2 separate regions of the Ovis aries genome follow, and region 1 is linked to region 2. A link is a contact called in public Hi-C data. All regions are on one chromosome and are shown on one strand. Each heading gives the region's core, a stretch centred on a gene start, on an enhancer-like site or on the middle of the called end of the contact. The rest is flanking DNA. Distances are from core to core; before and after follow the strand shown. Region 1 has its middle 11 kb from the start of TRNAS-GGA. Region 2 holds the start of GDF10 (growth differentiation factor 10).

What was found. A called contact is a pair of places that touch in the nucleus more often than the background predicts.
Region 1: a Hi-C map of hypothalamus shows a contact between it and region 2, with 2.1 times the contacts expected there. The contact joins the enhancer-like site here to the promoter of GDF10 in region 2. A contact is called at or near these places in 7 of 16 Hi-C or Micro-C datasets (hypothalamus, mesenteric adipose tissue, muscle and 3 more).

What each region holds. Positions count from the first base shown.
Region 1 is chr25:41,469,007-41,476,282 of ARS-UI_Ramb_v3.0, reverse strand. No RefSeq gene overlaps it. Among named protein-coding and RNA genes, the nearest start is that of TRNAS-GGA, 11 kb to the right of the region's middle. Within about 2 kb of position 1,637, at least 12 of the 54 cell types and tissues checked have an H3K27ac peak or open chromatin away from gene starts, as enhancers often do. A contact at or near this core is called in hypothalamus, where this site is marked.
Region 2 is chr25:41,279,909-41,287,639 of ARS-UI_Ramb_v3.0, reverse strand. It overlaps GDF10 (growth differentiation factor 10), which reads left to right and starts at 1,292. Exons shown (of 3, transcript XM_004021551.6): 1 at 1,292-1,994. The coding sequence starts at 1,676.

The DNA of each region.
Region 1 (7,276 bases), core at 388-2,887, 190 kb before region 2:
TCCTGATTGTCCAGAGATGGCAATCTGCTCTCCGGCCGCCAGCTGGGAAGGGGTGGGCTCTCCATCAGCCTCCAGCCTGCAAACAGGGTCTGACTTAGGGTTTTCCATCACTTCAAGCTGTTTGGGGGAGCGATACACCAAGCCAGGCTCCGGTGTGGAAAGGAAAAAGGAAACTTTTGTTGAGTCTCTGCTTCGTGCCAGGCACTGTGCTAAACGTGTCCTCTGATCCAATGCCTATTTTATAGCAGGGAAACTGGCACTCAGAAAGGCAAAGAAAGGTCCAGGTGTTAGTTATCTAAGGCTGCACAGCAAATTACTCCAAATTTGGTGACTTAAACAACATTTATCACCTCACAGTTGTGTGGGGCAGGAATCCAAGTGTGGCTTGGCTGGCCCCTGGCTGAGGTCTCTCACAGGCTTCATTCACGTGTTGCTGGGGGCTGTGGTATCATCTCGAGGCTCGACTGGGGCGGGCCTGCCTCCAAGCTTGCCCAGTGATGCTGGCACCCTTCACTTACATGCTGTTTGTTGGCTGAAGCCCTTCTTGAGAGGTTCCTTGTCACATAGGCCTCTCCATAAGGTAGCTCAGGGCCTGGCAGCTGGCTTCCTTCAGAACAAGTAAGCGAGAAAGCAAGAGTGGGCACTCAGGATGGAACCCAGAGTCTTTTTTGTAACAATTTTGGAAGTGACATCACATCATTTTCCCATATTCTCTTCATTGGAAGCAAGTCACTAGGGGCACCTTCTGTTCAAGGAGAGGAATTACACAAAGGAGATGGGATACCCACGGCCAATTTGACCCCACCCGTCTCTGACTGCAGCCTTTGTGCCACAAACCCCACCCCACCCTCCACACACTCATACCACACACTTATCACAATACTGCATGTACACATATGTACACACAGTCAGAGGTACACAAACCACACACACACACTCTTCCCAAACCACATACATGTACACACTCACACTCACACCCCACTGTCAGGAGGAGGCTGAGCACAAGGTAGGGTTAGCAGTGGGCATTGAGAACTGGGGTTCTGTTGTCACTTAGAAAATCATCTTGGGACCAAAAATAGAATGCTGGGCCAAGCACAAATAAAAACATTAGTTCCAGAAGGAAGTTACAGGCTCCGCAGCAACATTCTACAAAATGCAGTAGTTTGTGGAGCTCAGAGGAGCGGGCATCCGCTCAGGGCCCGGGTTTGGAGCCCCTCCCTGGACGGGCGGGCTTGGGCAGGTCGTCCTTTCTGTGTGATGGTGACACCTACGTCATGGCCTGAAGCCTGGCAGCGCCAGGCCCGCAGCGAGTGTGACCTCACCCCATTTCCCTTTCAGACAGTTTGGCTGTCCCCACAAGTCCCAGAATCCGTTTTGGGACAGAAAAAGGAAGCATTGTTTTACAGCTGCTGATGGCCAGGCCCAAGGCGAGACCCAGCAGCGGGGAGGCTGGGAAACATCTGTGTGTGGGTGCAGGTGTGGGTAAGGGCTGTGGTAAGTGTTCGCTGTGGTGTGTGTGTGCCTGTCACGCGTGAGAGAGGTGGGATAGGAGGCCGCAACAGGACGCCCACCCCGTAACACTGCGTACCGATTCGCGGCGGCAGCTACATCCAGTAGGTGGCGCTGCTTGCCTGCGCAGCCGCAGGTCAGCGCCGGCGCCGGGTGAGCCCTGACTGCTGCGCGTCAGATCTGCGCTCCCAGCCGCGCTCCCAGCTGCGCTCCCAGGCAGAAGTCTGTGGCCAACACATGAGCCTCATCTGGAAATTGCTGCCACCAGACCCACCCGAATTCTATTTGAGGATGGGCTTAATATTCCATTTCCCAGCGCTGCACTTGTTAATTTCTGGGAGGAAGGAAGCCTTCATTTGCACCGTGAAAGCACTTTTCATGCAATACTGACTTGGATCTTCACAAATAACCTGTCCAGTGAGGACACTGAGGTTTAGAGGTTCAGCAACCGCCCAGGGCCACACAGCCGGGAGGAGAAGGAAACCTGGAGTGCCTTCATTCCTTGCTATGGGCCCACCTTGGTCCTGCCCCGGGCTCAGTGGAGGGGGCTGTGCTGGGGGCAGGGCAGGGAAGCTGTGGGTGCATCAGGGGTCGCGGACCAAGAGAAGACTGAGGCCAGATGGCGGAGGGGCTTGTGTAATCAGGGCTTTGCTCGTCCTCTGTCTGCTGGGGTGGGGGTGACTGTAGGGCTTGGGAGCCCAGAGCAGAACGAGTGGACACTGATGGCCTCTTTCTTGAAGGGGAAGAAGCCATGGGCATGGCCTGGGGTTGCCCAGCTTGTTCCCACAGCTGCTAGTTCCTGCCATGTGGGCTGCCCTCGAGCCCCTGATACAGTTCTGAAGTCCTGAGTCTAGCCAGGCAGGACCCTTTCCAGTGGCACACACACGGGCAGACTGGGCTCAGAGGCGATGGAGCTGGGAAGGAGCTTTTGGGGAGTTTGGGGGTGGGGGCTGGGGCAGGGGGAGAGGCAGGCTGATCCCTCTGCGTTTCTGAAGACTCTGGAGTCCCCTAGTCAGGGAATCCAGGCTTCCCCTGAGTTACCTGAGATGAGCAAAGGTGGCTGGATGTGGGGGGTGACCAGGACCCAGCCCCGGCCTGAGCAAGTGCTGCTGGGGGAGGGGGAGGGGACACCTGATCTGCACCCACCTCTGAGCCAGGTGTGCAGGGCACGCTGCCTGGCTAACTCCTGCGAGAGACCTGATGACGAAGCCACCTTACCCCAGGAAGGGACAGCATAGGTAGGGCGGGGAGGGGGCCACCCAGGCTCACTCAGCCAACAGAACATCACGTGCTGCCCTGGGGGAGGGTGAGAGCCCGGCTCAGGCCTCCGTGTGAGGGTCTCTGTTCCCCTGGCCCTGTCCACCCAGGCTCAGCATCGCTTTTCCTCATCCTCGGCCTGGCTGCAAGGAAGCTGCCGCTGCCACCCTTCCTTTCCCACTCCTGTGTCTCCAGGGCCTGTCACAGAGCCCCATGCTGGATACCTGGCGTGCCCTCTGCCTGCGCACCCCCGACAGTGTTTGTCCAGCTATGCCTGGCTTTCTGACTGAAACACTGCAATCCCTTCCCTCTGTTCCCCACCGCTCTGCCTGAACAGGGGGGCGTTTCCCTAGTCGGTGACCCCTCCAGGATCACGTCTCTCAGGCTTCAGCTGCCCAGTTCCACTCACGAGAGCTTCAGTGGGAACCTGCTCTGAAGCCATGCTCCGTGTTCCCACAAGGAATGGTCCCCACGCAGCAGGAAAGAGGCCTTTCTGCACTTGCAGCGCCTCTGTTCCCGGGGCTGCTTGCCACTTAGAATCTAAAGTGGGGGTGCCTTAGCGTGTCTCTCCAGGCCCTGAAGGCCCAGGCCCTCTGGCCCCTGCCTGCCTCTGCAGCCTGCGCCCTGCCCCAGCATCCCAGCAGTCTGGGCAGTCTGCGTCTGAGCCGTGAGCCACAGTGGGGCTCCTGCCTCTGCTTTGGATGGGCCTTGTCAGGGGGTCAAGGAGTGGGAATGTGCAGGCTGTGGGTAGGACCTGGGAGGTCACCTTGCAAGGGAAGGAACCCCGCTACATTTGTCTTTGGGGCCTTGAGGTAAGATAAATTTGGACATACATTTGGACTTTGCCCCCAATTCCTGGCACACAGCTCTAAAACCTTTGGAATTTTCTGAGCATAGGAGTGTCTTTGGTTTTTTGTAAAGAGCATCTTGACCGTACCTGACATTATGTCTCAGAGACACATGGCACCCTGGTGGGCCCTCAAGACAGTTTCAGGATGGTGAGGGGGTGGATGGCCATCAGAAAGACCAAGCAAGAGATTAGAGGTTGAGAACTTTCAGTCCTACCGGTTCTGACCCCTGGAGGGTGGGCATGGGGGGCTGGGCAGTGATTTGCTCAATCTCTCCACGTGATGAAACCCCGAGAGAAGACCCTGAACCAAGGCAGCCTGAAGGGTCTGTGGGCGGGTGAGCATGCGGCGGTGTCGGGAGGGACCCCCGGCGCCCCTGCACCCCCACCCCGATCTTGTCCTATGCTCTTCTGTAGGTTGTTCATTTGTGGCCTCTGTAAACTGTGTTAGTCAGCATAGGATTTCCCCAAGTTCTCTGTGTTGTTCTAGCAGAGTATCAAGCCTGGGGAGTGGTTGATGAGAATCCCCAGTGTGTGGCCTGCTGAGCAGAAGCGCGGGTAGCCCAAGGACGCCTGCCAACTTGGGGCTGGCATCGACAGCGGAGGAAGTCCTGGGGGACTAAGTCCTTATCGTGTGGGGTCTGCTCTGACATCAGGCTGTTGGCATCAGATATGAATTGAATTGTAGGCACCCCATCAATGTGGAGAGCTGGTGTTGGAATGGTGCAAGCCTGCAGCCTTCTTCACCTCCTACATTCATCCCCTCCATGACGATGTTCCAGACGCACTGGTGTGTGATCCAGGTGCCATCCTGAGGCAAAGTGAACTCCCAAGCATTAGGGAAGAAAAAGCAGGGAGCCCAGGGGCGACGCATCCTTCTGTGGTGGAGTCATCTGGAGTTACCCGGAGGAGGGAGAGTGGACTGAGACAATCCCCTGGGGAGGGCTTCCCTTGCCCAAGTGCTGTCTCAGGTTCTCAGTCACTCAGTCATGTCTGACTCTTTGTGACCTCTCTTTGTAGCCCCCCAGGCTCCTCTGTCCACGGGGATTCTCCAAGCAAGAATACTGGGCGGGTGGGGGGGGGATTGCCCTTTCCTCCTCCAGGGGATCCTCCCGACACAAGAACTGAACCTGCGTATCTTGCTTCTTCTGCACTGGCAGGCAGACTTCTTACCACTGCTCCACCTGGGAAGCGCCCTTTGCCCGGGCTTCAGCACCAAGTCTCAGGCCAGGGAAAGGGCTCCCACAGTGACTGCTGTGTGGCGCCCAGGGGACATGCTGCCATGGATACAGCAGCTGCGGCCGCACAACCTCTGTGAAGTCCCAGCGGTTGGCAGCGCCTGGAGTCAAGGTAAACTGAGGAATGAGATAACAGGTGTTCCTCCAGTCAGGTTGACTGCTTCACAGTCAAAGTGGACCAGCCTGGGGCTCAGGGCATGTGATGGATGAGTGAAGCAGGGGGCCTTGGTGGCTGGCATGGCTGTTCTGGACACTGAGGTCTTGTTTAAACTGATCTGGCAGGCATGGTGTCTGCACAGTTCCTGCTTGTCTGGTTACAGGCTGGCTCACTAAAGAACCGTGTCTGGCATTTTCTGGGTCTTTCACATCCTGTTTTCCATTCTCCAGACTCCCTCCATGAGAAGGGACTGCTGTGAGCATTTGAGAGCTCTGAGGCTTGCTGGCTTTTGTCCTCCAAGCTTGGCAGTGGACTGGAAATGGGAATAGGACATGGTAGCAGGAATCAGGGCTATTGGAAAATTACAAAAACGTGTTTTGACGATGCTGTTGTAAGCGCTCCAGTCTATAAAGAATTCCAAATGGTGTAACGGGAATGCAGTCACAGACCCCAGGCCTAGACGCTCCAGTTCCCATCCCTGTGCCTGGGAAAGATATTGACTTCTCCAGGCACACAGCGAGGCTCCAATCGTAGAAACTCAGATGGGTCCTCCAGAGTGTGGAGACGGCAGGATGCAGTTAGTCTCTTTTAACCTATTCAGAAATTCCACCCGAGATCACTTATGCATATAAGACCTGATCAGTAGAGTCCTCGTGATAGATAGGCTGAAAAACTTCAGTTGGTCAGCGTGTATGCAACCCATTCGCTCAACTGACATTTGCTGAATCACTGCAGATGGTGACTGCAGCCATGAAATTAAAAGATGCTTACTCCTTGGAAGAAAAGTTATGACCAACCTAGATAGCCTATTCAAAAGCAGAGACATTACATTGCCGACTAAGGTCCGTCTAGTCAAGGCTATGGTTTTTCCTGTGGTCATGTATGGATGTGAGAGTTGGACTGTGAAGAAAGCTGAGCACCGAAGAATTGATGCTTTTGAATTGTGGTGTTGGAGAAGACTCTTGAGAGTCCCTTTGACTGCAAGGAGATCCAACCAGTCCATTCTGAAGGAGATCAGCCCTGGGATTTCTTTGGAAGGAATGATGCTAAAGCTGAAGCTCCAGTACTTTGGCCACCTCATGCGAAAAGTTGACTCATTGGAAAAGACTCTGATGCTGGGAGGGATTGGGGGCAGGAGGAGAAGGGGACGACAGAGGATGAGATGGCCAGATGGCATCACGGACTCAATGGACGTGAGTCTGAGTGAACTCCGGGAGTTGGTGATAGACAGGGAGGCCTGGCGTGCTGCGATTCATGGGGTTGCAAAGAATTGGACACGACTGAGTGACTGAACTGAACTGAACTGAACTGAGTCCTTTCTGAGTGTTCGCTGAAGCCCTGGGGCAGTGCTTCTATAAATGTGGCCACCAGCATCATCATTAAGAAGATTTAAAGTTGGAAATGCAAATTCTCAGATACTCTCCAGACTCACTCATCAAAAACCGTGAACGGCAGCGACCCCTGCATTGTGCTTCAACAGATCCTTACAGTTGCTTTTGAGGCACCCTTAAGTTTGACACTCATTTTCCTACAGCATGCTCAGTGGTGGGGGTGGAGGACAAAATGGGTCATAGGGAAATAAAAAGAGAGTTAAGAGTGCAGGAAAGCGAAGAAAGGCACCACGTTAGGGAAGCGGGCGCAAAGCCGGGTTAGCAAGGTTACTCTCCTTGAAATGTATGGGAAACCACTGACGTTCATGTTGGACATTTAGGAACAGCCTCTTGAGTACTGTGTTGAGGGTGAATTGGAAGGGATCCAGATTAGAACTCAGCCAGTTAGAAGGCTGGTACGTGAATAATCCAGGCCAAAGATGGTGAGAGTCTGAGTTAGGGGAAGTGCAGCGGGAAGGGCAGCGGGCAGCTGGATCTGAGAAAAATTAGGTAAATGTGAACTCACTGGAGGGGTAGGCATCTCAAATGAGTCCCAGGTTTCTGGCGAGGGGACTGGGTGGTGGTGATGTCATTCTTTGGAGCAAGGAACACGAGTGAGTTTGGAAGACCCAGTAATGAGTTCAGTTTGGGACATGGTGAGTTTGAACTGCTCTTGGAACTTCTGGATTGAAATGCAGGTCTGGCGCCAGAGGAGGTGGGGCTGGAGATGTAGAGGGAGGTGGGAAGGGCCCCCTGGGGAGTGTCAGGGATGAGCTGCGCAGGGGCCCCTGGCAGTGCCTTCTATAAGCACAGCCCCTAAGACCATTGCATGTCACCAAATCTACAGTGGCTTGAGTTCAAGGATGTGAAAGGGTCTGGGGAGCAAGGCTCTGCTATT
Region 2 (7,731 bases), core at 43-2,542:
CGCAACATAGTATACATGTCTTTTAATGAATTCATTAAGTAAATAGCATTAATTTCAGAATAGTGATGAGCAAGAGTGATCATTTTGAGAACTCTGAAAACATGATAAGAAAATATGATATGGAAATATCTGTGGTTGGTGGCCATTGGTGACAAAGTCACAGGCAGGGTTAATACCTTTGTGATTGTGTTTGCCTGGGTTTTTTATATTACAGAATGTAAGTTTCAAGCTTCTCTGGTGGCTCAGTTGGTGATGAATCTGCCTGAAATGCAGGAGATCCAGGTTTGATCCCTGGGTCAGGAAGGTCCCATGGAGAAGGGAATGGCAACCCACTCCAGTATTCCTGCCTGGAGAATCCCACCAACAGAGAAGCCTGGTGGGCTACTGTCCACGGGGTTGCAAAGAGTCAGACATGACTGAGGGACTAACCCACACACTCAAGTTTCAGGTATAGGTTAGTGAAAATACAGATGTAAGCTTTTTCCATCCAAGTTCATAGATGCCCTAACATTTTATCTGTGGACAAGAAATCCAGCTAAAGGCAAGATGAAGTTCAGGACATACTGGCCTAGGGCTAAACTGAGAGGTATGGGCCAGGATTCACCGTACCCTCACTGTGAAACTTTCTTGGGAAAGTCAAGTTTTTTCTTCTCCTGTCCTGAAGCTCCGGAAACGTTTTGTAAAACAATTTAAAACCATGTCCTTTTTTCAGGACAAGCCTGATGTCCAAAGATTAATAAGCACCTTTGATGTGTTTCTTCAACAGGAATTATTGTTGCAAAAAAAAGGGTCAGTTAATGGACTAATTATGAATTTTAATCAGGATCTCGTTTCAGTTACCTTAGGTTGGCTGAGCTTTAGTGTCAAGGCTTTTCTTTTCAAAGGATGCCCGGGGAGGGTTTGTGTTCCCCTCACTTTTGCATTTTGGACGCACACTGGCTCAGAGACAACTGGGCTGGGCGCACACACATCCCCCTGCCCCCTCCCCAAGCCCGCCTCGGTTCCTCACGGGGGAGCTGTCATCTTGCAACCCAATCACCACACGCCATTGCAGGGGCAACCCGGCAGGAGGGCCCCCTCTAAATGCCTCCCAGCCCTCGCGCGGTCCAGGCCAGGCCACGGCGCCGACACACAGGAGCCGGGCTGGGTCCCCGGGTCTCCGGCTCTCCGCAGGGGAGCGACGAGCGCGCCTGCCGACGCCCACGCCCCCTACATTTTGGGCGCACACTCGGGCGCACACCCCTGCGCGCGCGCGCCGCCACACTCGGGCGTACGCACGCCGCTGTCGGGCCAGGGATTGCCGTGTCGGCGGCGGCCCGGAGTGGTCCGGGGCGCTCAGCCGGGTCTCCCTCCAGGGCTCCGCCGGCCGCCCCGCCCCGCCCCGCCCCTCGAACCCGCCGAGCCGAGCGCGCCTGGGGCTGCAAAGTTTTGCCTTCAGTCCGCAGTCGGCTCTGCGTGGCTCCGGATTGCCGTGACCGCTGGCCTTACCGTGCGCCCGGCTGTGCGCCCCGCTCTGCCCCGCGCCCCGCGCGGATCTCGGCATCCCGAGCCCCCGCCTGCGTGCGCAGTCAGCGTGCCCTCCTGCTGCAGGGTCTGTTCTCAGCCTCCTGTGCGTCCTCGATCTCCGTTCTCCTCCTCCCCGGCGGCTCTGGCCCCTTCGCCTCCGCCACCCATCATGGCTCGTGGCCCCGCTCGGACCAGCCTGGGACCCAGGTCCCAACAGCTGCCGCTGCTGTCGCTCCTGCTGCTGCTGCTGCTCCGGGACGCGGACGGCAGCCACACGGCCGCCGCTCGGCCTGCCCCGCCCGCGGCCGCCGACGGCCTTGCAGGGGACAAGAACCCCCAGCGGTCTCCAGGAGACGTGGCCGCTGCACAGAGCCCAGGCGCCCAGGACATGGTTGCTGTCCACATGCTCCGGCTTTATGAGAAATACAGCCGAAGGGGCGCGAGGCCGGGAGGGGGCAACACGGTCCGCAGTTTCCGTGCCCGGCTGGGTAAGTAGAGGGGGCCCCCCACTCCCCTTCTCCTTGGCCTCCGGCCCTCCTCGCTTGTCCATCCTCTCACATCCCTGCACCTTTGCTTTTCCTCTGCCATTCACTGACGCGTTCATTCATTCTTTCACTAACTATTCCGCCTTCCCCCTCCTCGCCCCTCCGGGCCCCCAGCACTCTATGCCAGGCCCTGAGCCTCCAGTGGGAACGCCAGAGTGACACAGAGTGACAAATTTCCTGCCCCTGGGGTGCCACTAGGCCTGCGAAGGTGGAAAACTTGCTGGACATAGACCACCCCACCCACAAGGCTGTAAGCACAGGATGAAGGTGGCACTGGGCTGGCAGAGCTCTGTGGGTAGTTCCCAGTGATCCCTCTGTGGGTAGAGGGTGAGGGTGGGGGCTGGGGGGGATCCATGTAGAGGGTTTAGTTATGCGGACTCTTGACAGGTGAGGCAGGTGCCGGGGAGAGCCCGCCAGGTGGGTATAATGCAGCCCTGAAGGAAGTGCTGGCACTGGGCCCAGGCACGTATAGTTGGGGCATTTAGTGGGCATGGGGTTGGGAGGCAGGGTGGACAGAGAATGGGGTTGAGTGCCCAGCCTTGGGTACATGGGACTGAAGTCTGCTGAGCACTAGCATGAAGTGTTCAACCATGGTGATTTGAGGAAAGGTCTAGAAGCTCGGGCAGTGGGGGTTCCCCTTTTCTCTCCTGCCCTTGCCCCTCCTGGGTAGACCCTTTCCCCTCTCCCCACACCCTGGATGAAACTGGACAGAGATCATTTGCAGACCCCTGCCCTCCTTGCTTCCGAGAGCCCTTCAGAATCCAGCTTCCACTGACTGCCCGCTCAGCCTGGGCTACCTCTGCAGGCCCTGAGTGAGCAGAGGGGAGAGGTGTGCCTGGTGGCAGGAGCTGAGGGAAGACCCTCATTGTCATGGAGATTACTCATGGTCTCAGAATGCCATTGCAGAAAACGTAGGTAGGGGTTCCCTGCAGCCCTTGTGAAGGAGGAGGCCATCCATCAGGGGAAAGATCATTGCTCTGTAAGGCCCCTTTTGAGGTGGAGGGGAACAAGCCCAGCACTGGGTAGCCAGACAGCCCGGGGTCAGATCTGCCATCTCTCTGTTGATCACTGGGTGTGTGATTTGGGGTAACACAGCCATGACATAGAGCCAAATCCCAGAAGTTGGTCTCCCAGAAATGTATACTGGGAACTCCTGCCACAGAGGCCTCTCCCCCACCCCACTCCCATCCCCTACTGGACAGACTCACTAGGTCAGTGTTCCTGGGTTCCAAGCCAGCCAGCTCTAACTTCATCCTCCCTGGTGCCTTTAGTTACATCTTGGGGCACACTTCTGGAGTATTATTATTAAGCCACTCAAGATGCATTTAGCATGACTGTGACCTTGGGCAAACGGCTGAAATGAAGCTCTGTGGACTTGCGTGTACTCATCTACAGAATTGGCTGGTCATGACAGTGTCTTCCCTGTGGAGTTGCAGGAAAGATGACACGAAATGATATGTGTAAGCCCGGAGCCCAGCACTGTCTGGGTTAGGTGTTGGTACATTGTATTTCCCCATATACAAAACATTTGTGTTCACAGAGGTGTAGACTTGACCTTGCGTCCATTAATTCAGTCCCCAAAGCCTTGCAGCTGGGGAACGCAAGGCTGGCAAGGTTACTGCTGCAATAAGGGGCGAATATGACCGCTGAGCCCACCTGGCTCCTACAGGCCCAGGCATGAAGGTGCACAATGTGTTTCCCTGGTTTCATAGACTGGGGGTCGAGGAACAGTGAGGCAACAGTTAGCCCTGAGAAGAACATGGTGGCAGTACTTCAGATCCAGCCCTCTGACTTTACAGATAAAGAGACTCAGGCCAGGGCAGGCAGGACTGTTCACAGCGGCAGTGGTTGGCACTGTCTGTTTGTCAGGATCAGGCTGTTTTCACTGCTAGTCCCTCTGCAAACTCCCATCAAAACTGAGCCTAGGATTTAGGAGACAGAGGGTGGAACAGACAATTACTCTGTTAGGCAGATCAGAATTATTCTGGACCAGTGTTGGATTTTCTGATAAATCCAGCACTCTTGTTTGGAACCACCTGGCAGTCATGGGTAGAAGCCCCAGCTCCGCCAGCTACTGGCTGTGTGCTGCAGCACGCATGACGATGCCTCTCTGAGCACTGATTTCTTTGCACATAGAGGCAAGGTGACGATTCAGTGGGTTGAGCTAAATTTTGTGTCTGACTCAGGAAGCTTGGTTTCTCATCCCCTCCCTTGATTTCCTTAAGTTGGTTTGTACCCAGCTCCTGGGCAGCCCTCAGAGGTGCCTGCTTCATGGCCCGTGACCCTGCTGTGAGGAGGTGTGAGCCTGGGCAGGACTCCTCATTTTATGAATGAGGCACAGATGTAAGGGTTTCAGCTCTGGATCATGGCAGTGCCAGCCTGCTCCAGGACGGCGGCCTCTGCTGTCTCATTGGGGTGGTCCCTGCAGCCCGTGTTGCAGTGGAATCATGTCCTCTGCCTGCCAACAGGCAGCACAGCTCAGATTCCAAGTGCAGGCTGGGAGCTGGACCAAATCCTGAATCTGTGACCTGGGCCAGGGACTGAGCTTGTCCATGACTCAGTTTTGTCAGTTCTAAAATGAAGCTAATCATGTTCTCTTCCTCATAGGGCTTTTCAAATGGATTGCAGTAAGTCCAGTGCTTAACACCGCCTGGCACGTGTAAGTCCAGTAATGTGTTAGCTCTGCCATTATTACTCCAGCCGCCTCGCTCCTTCCCTCCCTTCCGCCGCTCCCTGAAGCATGTCTTGTTCCCTACAAGTCCATGTCAACGGAGGGAGCTTCTGAACTTGACCGTAAAGGTTAAAAGTTAAACACCTCCAGCCCCAAACAATCTGCACTTAAGTCTAGGCCTTTCCACCTACCCCATAGGATATTGGGCAAGTTACTTAACCTCTCTGAGGTTGGTGTCATCTCCAAAATGCGAGTAATGATACATACCCGTCTATCAATAATGTGAAAAGTCACATTCAGTTGCCGAAGTCCTTCCTGAGCACCTCATTCAGTGGCAGATGCTGTAAGCCCAAAGGACACAAAGAAGCAAAGACTATCGGCCCTTTCCAGAAAAGCTCAGAGAAGGCGATGGCACCCCACTCCAGTACTCCTTGCCTGGAAAATCCCATGGACGGAGGAGCCTGGTGGGCTGCAGTCCATGGGGTCGCTGAGAGTTGGACACGACTGAGTGGCTTCACTTTCACTTTTCACTTTCATGCATTGGAGAAGGAAATGGCAACCCACTCCAGTGCTCTTGCCTGGAGAATCCCAGGGACGGGGGAGCCTGGTGGGCTGCAGTCCATGGGGTCGCACAGAGTCGGACACGACTGAAGTGACTTAGCAGCAGTGGCAGCAGCAGAAAAGCTCACAGCTGGTTGACAAGGAAGAAGTGAACAGAAGAATGTGAGCGTCGGGACAAGTAGAACAGTGGAGTAAGAACGGGTTGGGGCTGGGCTTCAGGAGCCCCAAGGGACAGCACTCACCCAGCAGGGGAAGGGCTGATGGGGAGGGGCTGGAGAAGCCTCCACAGAGCAGGGGGAGCGCCAGACAGATTCTGAAGAGCAGAGGGTGTCAGCCAGGTATGGGAGTGAAGCCTGCCCCCGCGCACCGGGACCCCTGAGGAGTTTATTCCATGAGGAAATAACAGGAGGAGAGAGTTGGGAAATGAAAGTGGTCCATCAAGGCCATCAAGAGCTTTGAGTGTGATGAATTTGCCTATAGGCAGTGGGGCAGCGTAGAGTGTGTGTGCGGGGGTCGAGGGTGGAGAACAGAAGAGGAGAGAGGAGAGATTATGGGAGTAGTGCACACTATGCAAAAATCATGGAAAATCACAGTAAGGAAAAGAAGTTATCCCCAATCACAACCCAGATATGACCGGAGTTAATATTTTGTGGAATATTACATAGAGTTTTTATCCTAATGGGATTATATTTTCAACATGCATGTTAAACTTGCCATATTTTTCACTCTTATTTGAAGTTCCTGGGGTGCTTTTTCATTACTGGTCATCCTGAATTGGTTTTTTTTTTGCTTTTTTGGCCATTTGCAAATTTTCCTGTGGGAATCACTTCATCCACTTGGGGTTCTTGTCTTTTTCTTAGTGATGTGTAGAGCTTGTGAAGGATGTTGGCTCTTCATCCGTGACAGATGGTTTCTTTGTGAAGGGTGAGGGTCGGTGTGAGGGTGACTGGGTGCTGGGGTCACACAGGCAGTCGTCAGGCTGTAGGCAAAGACAGTGGTGGAAAGATGCAGCGTTCAGGGTGGTTGTGGAGAAACAAGATGGAGCCGCTGGGGTTGGTTGGGTGCAGGAGGAAAGGAGGCTGTGAAAATTCTCAGGCTGCATGTGGAGAGCGTGGAGAGGTGGCAATGCCTCCTGTTGGGCAGAAGGACAGTGGTCAGGGGTGTGGCATCCTAAGTGTAGCCGAAGCTTGTGAAACCAAATGACCCTGTGTTCCAAGCACGTGCTGTGTGCCAGCCAGCTTGTTGAGAGTGTGCAGGAAGCATGCACACATTCTGCCTAGTTGACTGAGGCACAGAGAGGCTGTGGGACTCGCCTAAGGCCCCGCAGCTAGTCAGTGATGAAGCAGGGTTTACACCCTGACTCTGGAGCCTGCCTAAAAATAGCCGCTCAGTACACATTAGTCCTCTTTGCTTCTCTGCACGCCCACTGAGTGGCCCACCGCTACCCGCTTCCAGCTTATGATGTTGGTGCTTGCATCTTCAGTCTGGCGTTCTCATGCTGGTTTCCCTGATGGCTGTTTCAGGGGCAATAGGTGAAGGGGCAGATCTCCAAATAGATTCTGTTTCTACTGAGCAGAGCAGTCTGAGGGTTCCCTTGGCCAGCAGGGAGCCTGGAGCGCCCACTGGGCTAGAGCCCTTTCCCTGCCTCTTTCCCCTCCAATCCCATCCCTAGCAAGTCTGGAGGAGGTTGAGTGCCCAGTAGAGTGGACCTGATTAAGGTTCTAAGACTTCCAAAGATCCATAGAGAGATCAACTTGTCTAAATCAGGTCCTTTCTTTCCTGGAGAGTCAGAATGCAAAATCATCCAAGTAATGACTTGTGTTTGCAAAATATTTTAAGATTTCACAGCCCATCACCTTTGTTAATTAGCTGTTAGGCAGATCCAGATTCTATCCAAGGTGCTTGGTTGGGGAGGATGGAGAGTGCGTGGGCTTGGGGTCAGACAGGCCTGGAAGCATACTCTGATCCTGCCCCTTACCAGCTGGGGGACTTTAGGCAAGTTATGTAGTCATGTACCCTCTCTGAAGCTCCATGTTTTTGTCCATTTGCCATCTCTGCTGCCCTGATTATGAACATAAAGAATCAAGCCTGCTTATATGCTTGGAACTTTCAGTTTCCTGAATGGTAAACAATATTATTCCCATTTTAAAGATGAGAAAACTAAGGCTCAAAGGGAAGTAACTGGACAAAAGTCCTCCCGTGCAGTGCCTCCAGCTGAATTTGCATAATTGGCTGTGTTTTTCTGAAGAAAGAGACATTCTGGACTTCTTTCAGGATGTTTGCTGAGCCCCAGGGCAGCAGGCCAGGAACCCTCTTTGTTCAGTGAAGCAGATTGATCTAGCAAAGACCCCTTCCTACCCTACCATTCAGCATGCATTTCTGAGCAGTGACAATCACTTAGGCATTGCACTAGGATCTAGAGATACAGCAGTGTACTCAGCTGCAAAG